Regions from separate parts of the Rattus norvegicus genome. Here region 1 is linked to region 2. A link is a contact called in public Hi-C data. All regions are on one chromosome and are shown on one strand. Each heading gives the region's core, a stretch centred on a gene start, on an enhancer-like site or on the middle of the called end of the contact. The rest is flanking DNA. Distances are from core to core; before and after follow the strand shown.

Region 1 (3,963 bases), core at 1,226-3,725, 73 kb after region 2:
ACGGGGTTCCCCTGGCCTCACAGAATAGCTAGTTTGAGCACCTACCATCATTCCCTCACCATGATCGCGTCCCATGTTTGATCAGCAATCCCTCTACAGTTAAGCCAAATTCCCAACAAAAGAGTTGAGTACCAATTCAGTGAGTGCCGCTGGCAGGTTTAGACAGCTCTAGCTTGTTCCATAATTGCCTATGAAGGATGAGAAACCTGAAGGGAACTTAAAGGACCTTTGCCTCTGGACATCGCTGATCCCGGGCAACCAGGCGTCTGGGGAAGTTCCTACAGGAGCTGTGGCTGCACCACTGCCTGCTCGACACTGCTGCTGCCAGCAGTACCCAGCAGCAGGCTGTGGGCAAATGCTTACGGTCTGGCCCTAGTCATCTCTGCAATGCGGACTTGGAGTGCCTGTTAGCCGTTTGAAGCCATTCAGACAGTCTGTATGTAAGTCCTCCCAGCTCTTTGCCACACCTTCAGCTGCCGCCATTTCTCTGACAGACTGGCTTTGTCTTTCTTCATCCACAGACTGCTTCATATATGCCATATGTCATTTGACACAAAACCCTTCTTCACACTGAACACCGCCAATAACGAGTCGATGCTGCCAACTGTCTACCAGACACGAAGTCCTGTAATCGAATGCTGAGCACACAGTGGAATCGTACCCCTCAAATTTGTTTCCTCGGGGTTCATGCAGGCTCATGTTAGAGTCTCAGAACTAATGACGTGCCGGTGTGGGAAGTGCACCATGCTTTCTGACACACCACTCCTAACTTCACGGAAGTTCATGGCCACAACTGATACTCGCAAAGGCTTGTGGGAAGAGCAAACATTGTGGTTAGGCACCTTTGGGGGCCTCAAGTTTATCTGTGTCTAGTTGTTGACGCAGAACCTTAAAGCTGTAGTCTCCCACTCTAGGTGGCCGGCCTTGTTACGTGTGGAGAACAGGGTCACTGGTTAGGAGCTGGGAAGTGAAGTGGAATGGGGCAGAGACTGCGCCCTCATGGAATAGAGGAAGAAACCCACTAAAAGCCAGGGAGGCGACAGCCTGCTATCTGGTAAAGGTGTTTGCCATGCAAATCTGGCAACCAGCGTTTGATCCCTGGGATCCACAGAAAGGCCAACAGAGAATGAACTCCACAAAGTTGTCTTCTGATCGCTGCAATGTTTGTTAAAGCACACACACTCCCTCTAATAAGAGTAATTTGGGGGCTGGGGATTTAGCTCAGTGGTAGAGCGCTTACCTAGGAAGCGCAAGGCCCTGGGTTCGGTCCCCAGCTCCAAAAAAAAAAAGAAGCCATGAAACCTTTCCCACCTTCTCTTAAGCCAGTGTTCTCAACCTTCCTATCGCTGGGAGCTCTAATACACTTTCTCACGTCGTGGTGAGCCCCAACCATATATATATATATATATATTTTTTTTTGGTTCTTTTTTTTCAGAGCTGGGGACCGAACCCAGGGCCTTGCGCTTCCTAGGCAAGCGCTCTACCACTGAGCTAAATCTCCAACCCCTCCCAACCATATTTTTTGTTGCTGCTTTGTAATTTTGCTAGTTATGAATTGTTTTTAAATTCTATTTTTAAGGGTTTGTGTTTTTTCCAAAGATGTATTTATATGAGTACACTGTAGCTGTCTTCAGCTACACCAGAAGAGGGCATCAGACCCCATTACAGATGGTTGTGAGCCACCATGTGGTTGCTGGGAATCGAACTCAGGACCTCTGGAAGAGCACTCAGTGCTCTTAACCGCTGAGCCATCTCTCCAGCCCGCTAGTTATGAATTGTAATGTAAATCTGTGTCTTAGGTGACCCCTGTGAAAGGGTCACTGACTGTCCCCCAGGCTGAGAACTGCTGTCCTAAGGTCTCTGAGTAGAGACAGGGGATTCTACAAAGGCATCTGTTCTAGAGGGTTGGTTTTTCTTCTGCTTTAGTAGTGGAGTCCAACCCAGGGCCACGCTAGGCAGACTGCTCCCCATTGAGCTGTTCCCCCACCCTTTTAAAGCTCGCCTTGTTGGGTTTAAAGCTTGCCTTGTTGGGTTCTAATTTAGAGACGGGTCTCAACTGTCTCAGGTTGACCTTGAGGTCATTCTACCTCAGCCTTTCCAGTGCTGGGTGAACTACCATGCTGGCTCCCCACTGGGTTTTCAGACAGGTTCTCATGATGGAACGTGGAGTACTGCCTCCTTCCAAGCACTGACATTAACAGGGATGTGCCATCACACAGAGTACAGATTGATTTTTTAAGTTGGGTTTACAAAAATGAAAACAAGTAGGCCCCTGAATGTTTCCTCTTTGAAATGGTGTGTGGGAACTGGTTTCTCAAGTAAGCACTGAGAGAAAGTGGCATATGCCCAAAATTACTCCTGAGAATATGGTGCCGACCACTTGGCAGAAGACAGCACGCTGTGTGCTGGCCAGGGAGGGTTGGCTGCTGAGGTAGGGCGGTGAGCAGTGCAGACACCAGGAAGAGCAGAGTCCACCTCCCGAACAGCAGGGCACACGATCTGCCATGCTCTTTAACTCACTTCCCTTCCTCTTCTGCACACTGAACCAGCACTGAATCTATGATCTGACACTGGCCTCCACTGTGTAGTATGAAAAGTTGATGTTCTTTTTTGAAAAAGTAGCCAGATAAAAAGTGGAAAGTTCTACTGTGGCATCACATGACCTGTCTGCACAGCCCTGTCTAGTTTGGTGGGAGCCTGGCCCACCCGGCCTTCCTTATTCTGGCCAAGCTGCTGGCCTACACTCGGCCCGTCCTCTGGAAGCCTGCATGCTGCAGGGAGTGTAGTCCTTGGCTCTGCTTTGGCCTTATTCTCCATCCCAAGCAGAGATGGGAGGCAGGCTGAACTGGGACCCATGGTATGAGCATCTCCATGACCATCAGTCTTGGCTCTGGCCTCCTTGAATCTGCTAGCAGATTCTGAAGAAATGACTACACTGTGAAAATAAGCAATTGCATATGTGCAATATCAGATGTGGACATGGGGATGTAACATCCCCAGTATTTGCCAAGCCCAGGGTAAGAACAATACCCACCTTCAGCCCACCCCGATCCCCTGTGCTCCTTTTCTTGCCCTCTGCAGAGCCTCACCTTCAAATACCTCAAGGGGGTTTGTTTTGTTGAGACAAGGCCTCACTAGTCTCCTTGGCTGTCCTGGAACTCACCATGTAGACCACCAGGCTCTCCTCTAACTCAGATATGCACTTCCCAGTGCTAGGATTAAAGGTATAGGCTGCCATGTCTAGCCAAACATTTAAGGCTCTTCTCTGTGGAGGACAAAGCACAAGGCTCATCCTGGAAGTGGGAGTCCCCAGGTGAGTCCAAGCCTTGCTTCACAAAGGCTGTGACAGAACCAAGAGGTGAGTATGGTGATGGGTCTGAGGGTCCACAGGCCTGAGACGGAATGGAAGAAACCCACTCGGGATCCTGGCCACAGAGCAGGAAGGAGGGGCAAGCAGGAGACAGCCCAAGAATGCCTCGTGTAGAATACACAAAGCAGGGATGTGGTCTGTGTGCCAGATACTTTCCCCAACTTAAAGCTCCTTAGAGGGCACTGGAGAATTCCCTCCTCGGTACCTAGAAGAAGGAACCGAGTGTCTAAATCTTAAGGCTCTTCAGAGGCCTTCAGTACTATTCTATATATCTATTTCCAATTCAGATAGGCAGTTTCTTTTAGTGAAAGCACGGACAGGTGACGTGTAAGTTCTATCATCCCCCTCTTCAGTGCAGCTCTACCTCATGATCGTCGGTCTGAAGAGCTGTAAAAGGCAGGCTGATGCAGTGGGCCTGAGCAGTACGCCGGGAGCAGACGCTCTACCAAGCTCCCAGGTGATGCTCACACTGTACTTAGAGGCTCATCCAGCAGGAATCAGGGAACGAGCAAGTAGCTTGGGCATGGCTGGGTGTTGGGGAAGCTCTCAGCTCTTAGGAACTTCTCTAAGGCCATCAGGAGGACAGAATTCAC
Region 2 (3,707 bases), core at 36-2,535:
TCATAAAGGGCTAGATAAAACCACACCTCCCAACCCACGTTTCTGATGCTAGGATTTGAACCCATGGCCTTTCACTTGATAACTTGTGCTCAACCCTTCAGCAACACCCCTGAAAGGCTCATAGTGACCAGTAACTTCAGATCCAGGGTACCTGACACTTTCCTGTTTCTTCAGGAACCCACGCATGTGACACAGACAGACAGACACAACACACACACACACACACACACACACACACACACACACACACACACACACTGCACCCCTAGAGGCAGGAGCTGATGCAGAGGCTAGCCCCTCCGGCTTGCTCAGCCTGCTTTCTCATCTGACCCAGAACTGGTAGCCCATGGATAGCACCATCCCCCATGGGCTAGGCCCTCCCCCATCAACAACTAAGAAAATGCCCACTGTTCCCTCCTCTCATATTACTTTAGCTTGTGTCAAGTTGACATAAAACTAGCCAGCACATTGTCCAATGTGGTTAAAATTATTCAAAGGAAACAATATTTTTTAAAGATTAAAAGGCCATTTATTGATTCAGCGGCTTGAAGTAGTTAAAGCCTCTTTTAATTCATTGATAAGCTTACAGGGCTCTTGTAGATTAGCAGTTCAACTTCAAAGTTTATGTACTTTCTGGTAGGTACTTCTGCCATAATTTCATGGAAAATATATTCTTTTGTAGTTTTAAAATTTTTTATGTATATAGTGTTTTGTCTGCCTATGTTTGCACACTACGTGCTTGCATTTGTGGAGGCCAGAAAAAGGCATCTGATTCCTTGAGATTCGAGTTACCAGACAAGTTGCGATCAGTCTTGAGGGTGCTGGGAACTGAAGCGAGTTCCTCTGGAAGAGCAGTCCGTGCTCTTAACAGAGGAGCCCCCGCTAATCTCAAACTTGCTTTGCTTTGAGGATGACCATGAACTTGTGGTCCACCTACAATTACCTCCCAAACTCTGGGTTCATGTCCAGTGTATAAATGACACCAGGGATCAAACTCAAGGCCATGGGCTTGCTAAGTAGTACATTTTACAAATTTGAAATAGAGCCATATGCTAGTGGTTAGACCAAGTTTAGGAGCAGGCATGTCGGATATCTAACAGTGTCAAATATATTAAGGCTTCTGGACTACCTGGGAGCATTAATGAACTTGTCACTCTAATCGTGCTCTAGGGTTAGGGTCCTTGCCATGTGGTGACATTCCAACTCCCGCAATGCTTCTCAGGGCTCACAGGCGCTTGTCCCGGCAGCTCCCACCTCTCCCCACAGCGCTCACGGCCGCCGGCAGGGGGCGCTGGCGCACTCAGGCTCCGCCGCCCCGCCCCCGGGCAACCGTCGATTGGGCCGGCGCGTGATGTCACGCCGGTTTAGCCAAACAAATGGGTTTCGGGGCGAGCGTTGGGCTCCGCCGCCCAGCGCTGAGCTCCTGGTCCGTCTCAGTCTCGGGGAGCGAGTCAGGCCTGCCGCCGCCTCATCGGGCTGCCGCAGCCCCGGGCCAGGCCCCGGCCGGGCAGACGCACAGGTGGGCCAGGCGGGGGCGCGGGGCTGCGGGGCGCGGGGCGGGCGGACACCGTGGCGGCTCCCGCTGCTTCCCGCGGCGGGGCCGGGCGTTGGGGGCGGGGACCGTGGCTCGCCGCGCTCGGGGTGCCGCCGCCGCGTCCTCCGGAGAGCCGTCCGCGCGGCCTGGCCCCGAGGTCGTGCGCCCGGCGGCTCCCTGGGCCCGGAGTCGGGCGACCGGAGCTAGGCCGCCGCGGGTGGGCTGCGTGCGGGGCGCGGGGCAGGAAGGGGGGGGGTCCTCGCTCAGGTGAGCGGCGCGTCTCTTCCTCCCTCCCCGGGGGGCCCTGGCGTGCGAGCCTGCGGCGGTGAGGTCACAGTACCGAGGCTCGGCGTGCGGGTGATGTCAGGGCTCTACCGAGATAGACCGTGATGTCACCGCAGGCCCCGAGTGGCGACCTTGGCGCGCGGAAGGGCTGGGAGGACCCGCGGGGAGAAAAAGGAAGTTCGGTCCTTGCAGATTTGAACCGAAATCGTGGGATCTCAGCTTCGTACAGTTTGAATGTAATAATTGTCAGGTGCTTAAACTTCGTTTCGGAAAGCATCTATAGTACAGTTTAAGGACGTTCAGCTTAGAAATAGAGAAATCACGGGGAGACCTTGGGGGGTGGGGCGTGGAAAGGGTATTGGGGTGTTCACTGTTAAGTGCCTTCAGGAAGCTAAACTCAGTTTGATGGGTTGATGTAGCAGTTGCTGGGGAGCGGTGCGCGGGGGCTGAACCAACTGGAGGGCTGATAATTCTGTTGGCTTTATCTTGGGGGGGGGGGTGCAGTGATCTGCTGCTTAGCCTTTTTGTTAGCGAATGGCCAAGGCAAGCAGATCTTGAATGAACTTTGTCTTGCAAAGAGGGGGAACTTGAATTAATCCAAATTCTCCTTAAATAATAATCACCTGATGATGTAATTTATCCAGGTGTTTTTTGCACACACACACCCCCCCCCCCGTTTCATCAGGGACATTTGGTTTTTTGTGATTATAACTCAGCGATAAGCCTTTTCTTTGCAACGCCCCACCCCCACCCCCCAAGACTGGGCTGTAACTTAATATAATAACACGTCTGAAGACTACTTTCCAGGTCAGGTGACTAAATTTTGTCGGTAGTGCTTCCGAATGTGAAATTATAAATTTTAGCAGGTGATTTTGTGAATGTTGCTTTCTCCCTGGCTTTGAAAGGATGGTTGACCTGCGTAGAAGGTGGTGTGCTAACCTGCTGGGGACATTCAGAAGGTCCTCTCATCCTTTCTTCCTTCTAGAATCTGGTTCAAAAAGATAGGGAGAGGACTTGAAACTGAAGCATAGTTACAGTTAGGGTTTTCAGCAGGAAGCTTTGATAGGGAGCTTTGGTCCTTGCTTCCTCAGGGACAGTTACTTGAACCCCCTCCCCCCCACAGACACACACACACACACACACACACACACACACACACACACACACACACAACCTTCTACTTGTCATTTGTTCTTCAAATATTTGCATTCTTAAAATGCAAATATATCTTTGTTTAATAACTTTGTTTTTCCGACAAGGTCTCACAGTAACTGAGTGATGTAGTACTTGGTGTGCAGCCCGGTAGTCACCGCCTGTGTGTGCCATTACACTTGGCTCCTTGAAGACTTTCAGTGACTCTGGATTTTGCCTCAGTTTGCAGACGGAATGTCAACAACACAGGAAAGGAAACGAAGCAGAGATCATCTCTGTTATTGCTGGTTTGGGGGTGTGTGTCCTGAGACTCAAGGCCAGGGTCTTCTGCATGTGTTGGCCCCGAGCCACTTTCCCCAGGCCCTTATTGTTGGATTGGACTGGAAGTTCCTAAGATGAGACTTTCTCATAAACCTTACATTTTGTGTTCACCAAACCGTGGTAATTCAGCAGTCATTGTGCGAACCTTTGAGCAGGATTTTTCCCTTTAAGGGAATTAGAAACTGTATGGTAACAGTGTTAAGGCTCCTACAATAAAATTTGAGCCTCCAGAACACAGTGATCAAGCAAGGGGAAGCTGCTGTTGTGGGGGTGGGATGAGTGGGTGTCAATCAACCTACAGGAACTATGTCCTAAAGTTGAACATTATATAAAATAGATACCCAAGGGGGTCACTGCTGGACAGTAGCCCCTTCATGGCTCTGTGTGCATGGCTCTCCACCTTCCTGATGCTGTG

Evidence for each region. A called contact is a pair of places that touch in the nucleus more often than the background predicts.
Region 1: a contact with region 2 is called in a Hi-C map of liver, with 4 times the contacts expected there. The contact joins the enhancer-like site here to the promoter of Fbxo34 in region 2. A contact is called at or near these places in 11 of 12 Hi-C or Micro-C datasets (the A7r5 cell line, the Rat2 cell line, Schwann cells and 6 more) and 1 of 1 datasets of contacts at active chromatin or transcription factors (oligodendrocytes).

Annotation. Positions count from the first base shown.
Region 1 is chr15:23,269,551-23,273,513 of GRCr8, forward strand. No RefSeq gene overlaps it. Among named protein-coding and RNA genes, the nearest start is that of Atg14, 35 kb to the right of the region's middle. Within about 2 kb of position 2,476, at least 3 of the 93 cell types and tissues checked have an H3K27ac peak or open chromatin away from gene starts, as enhancers often do. A contact at or near this core is called in liver, where this site is marked.
Region 2 is chr15:23,197,818-23,201,524 of GRCr8, forward strand. Fbxo34 (F-box protein 34) reads left to right here and starts at 1,286. Exons shown (of 2, transcript NM_001107257.1): 1 at 1,286-1,519. The coding sequence starts at 1,377.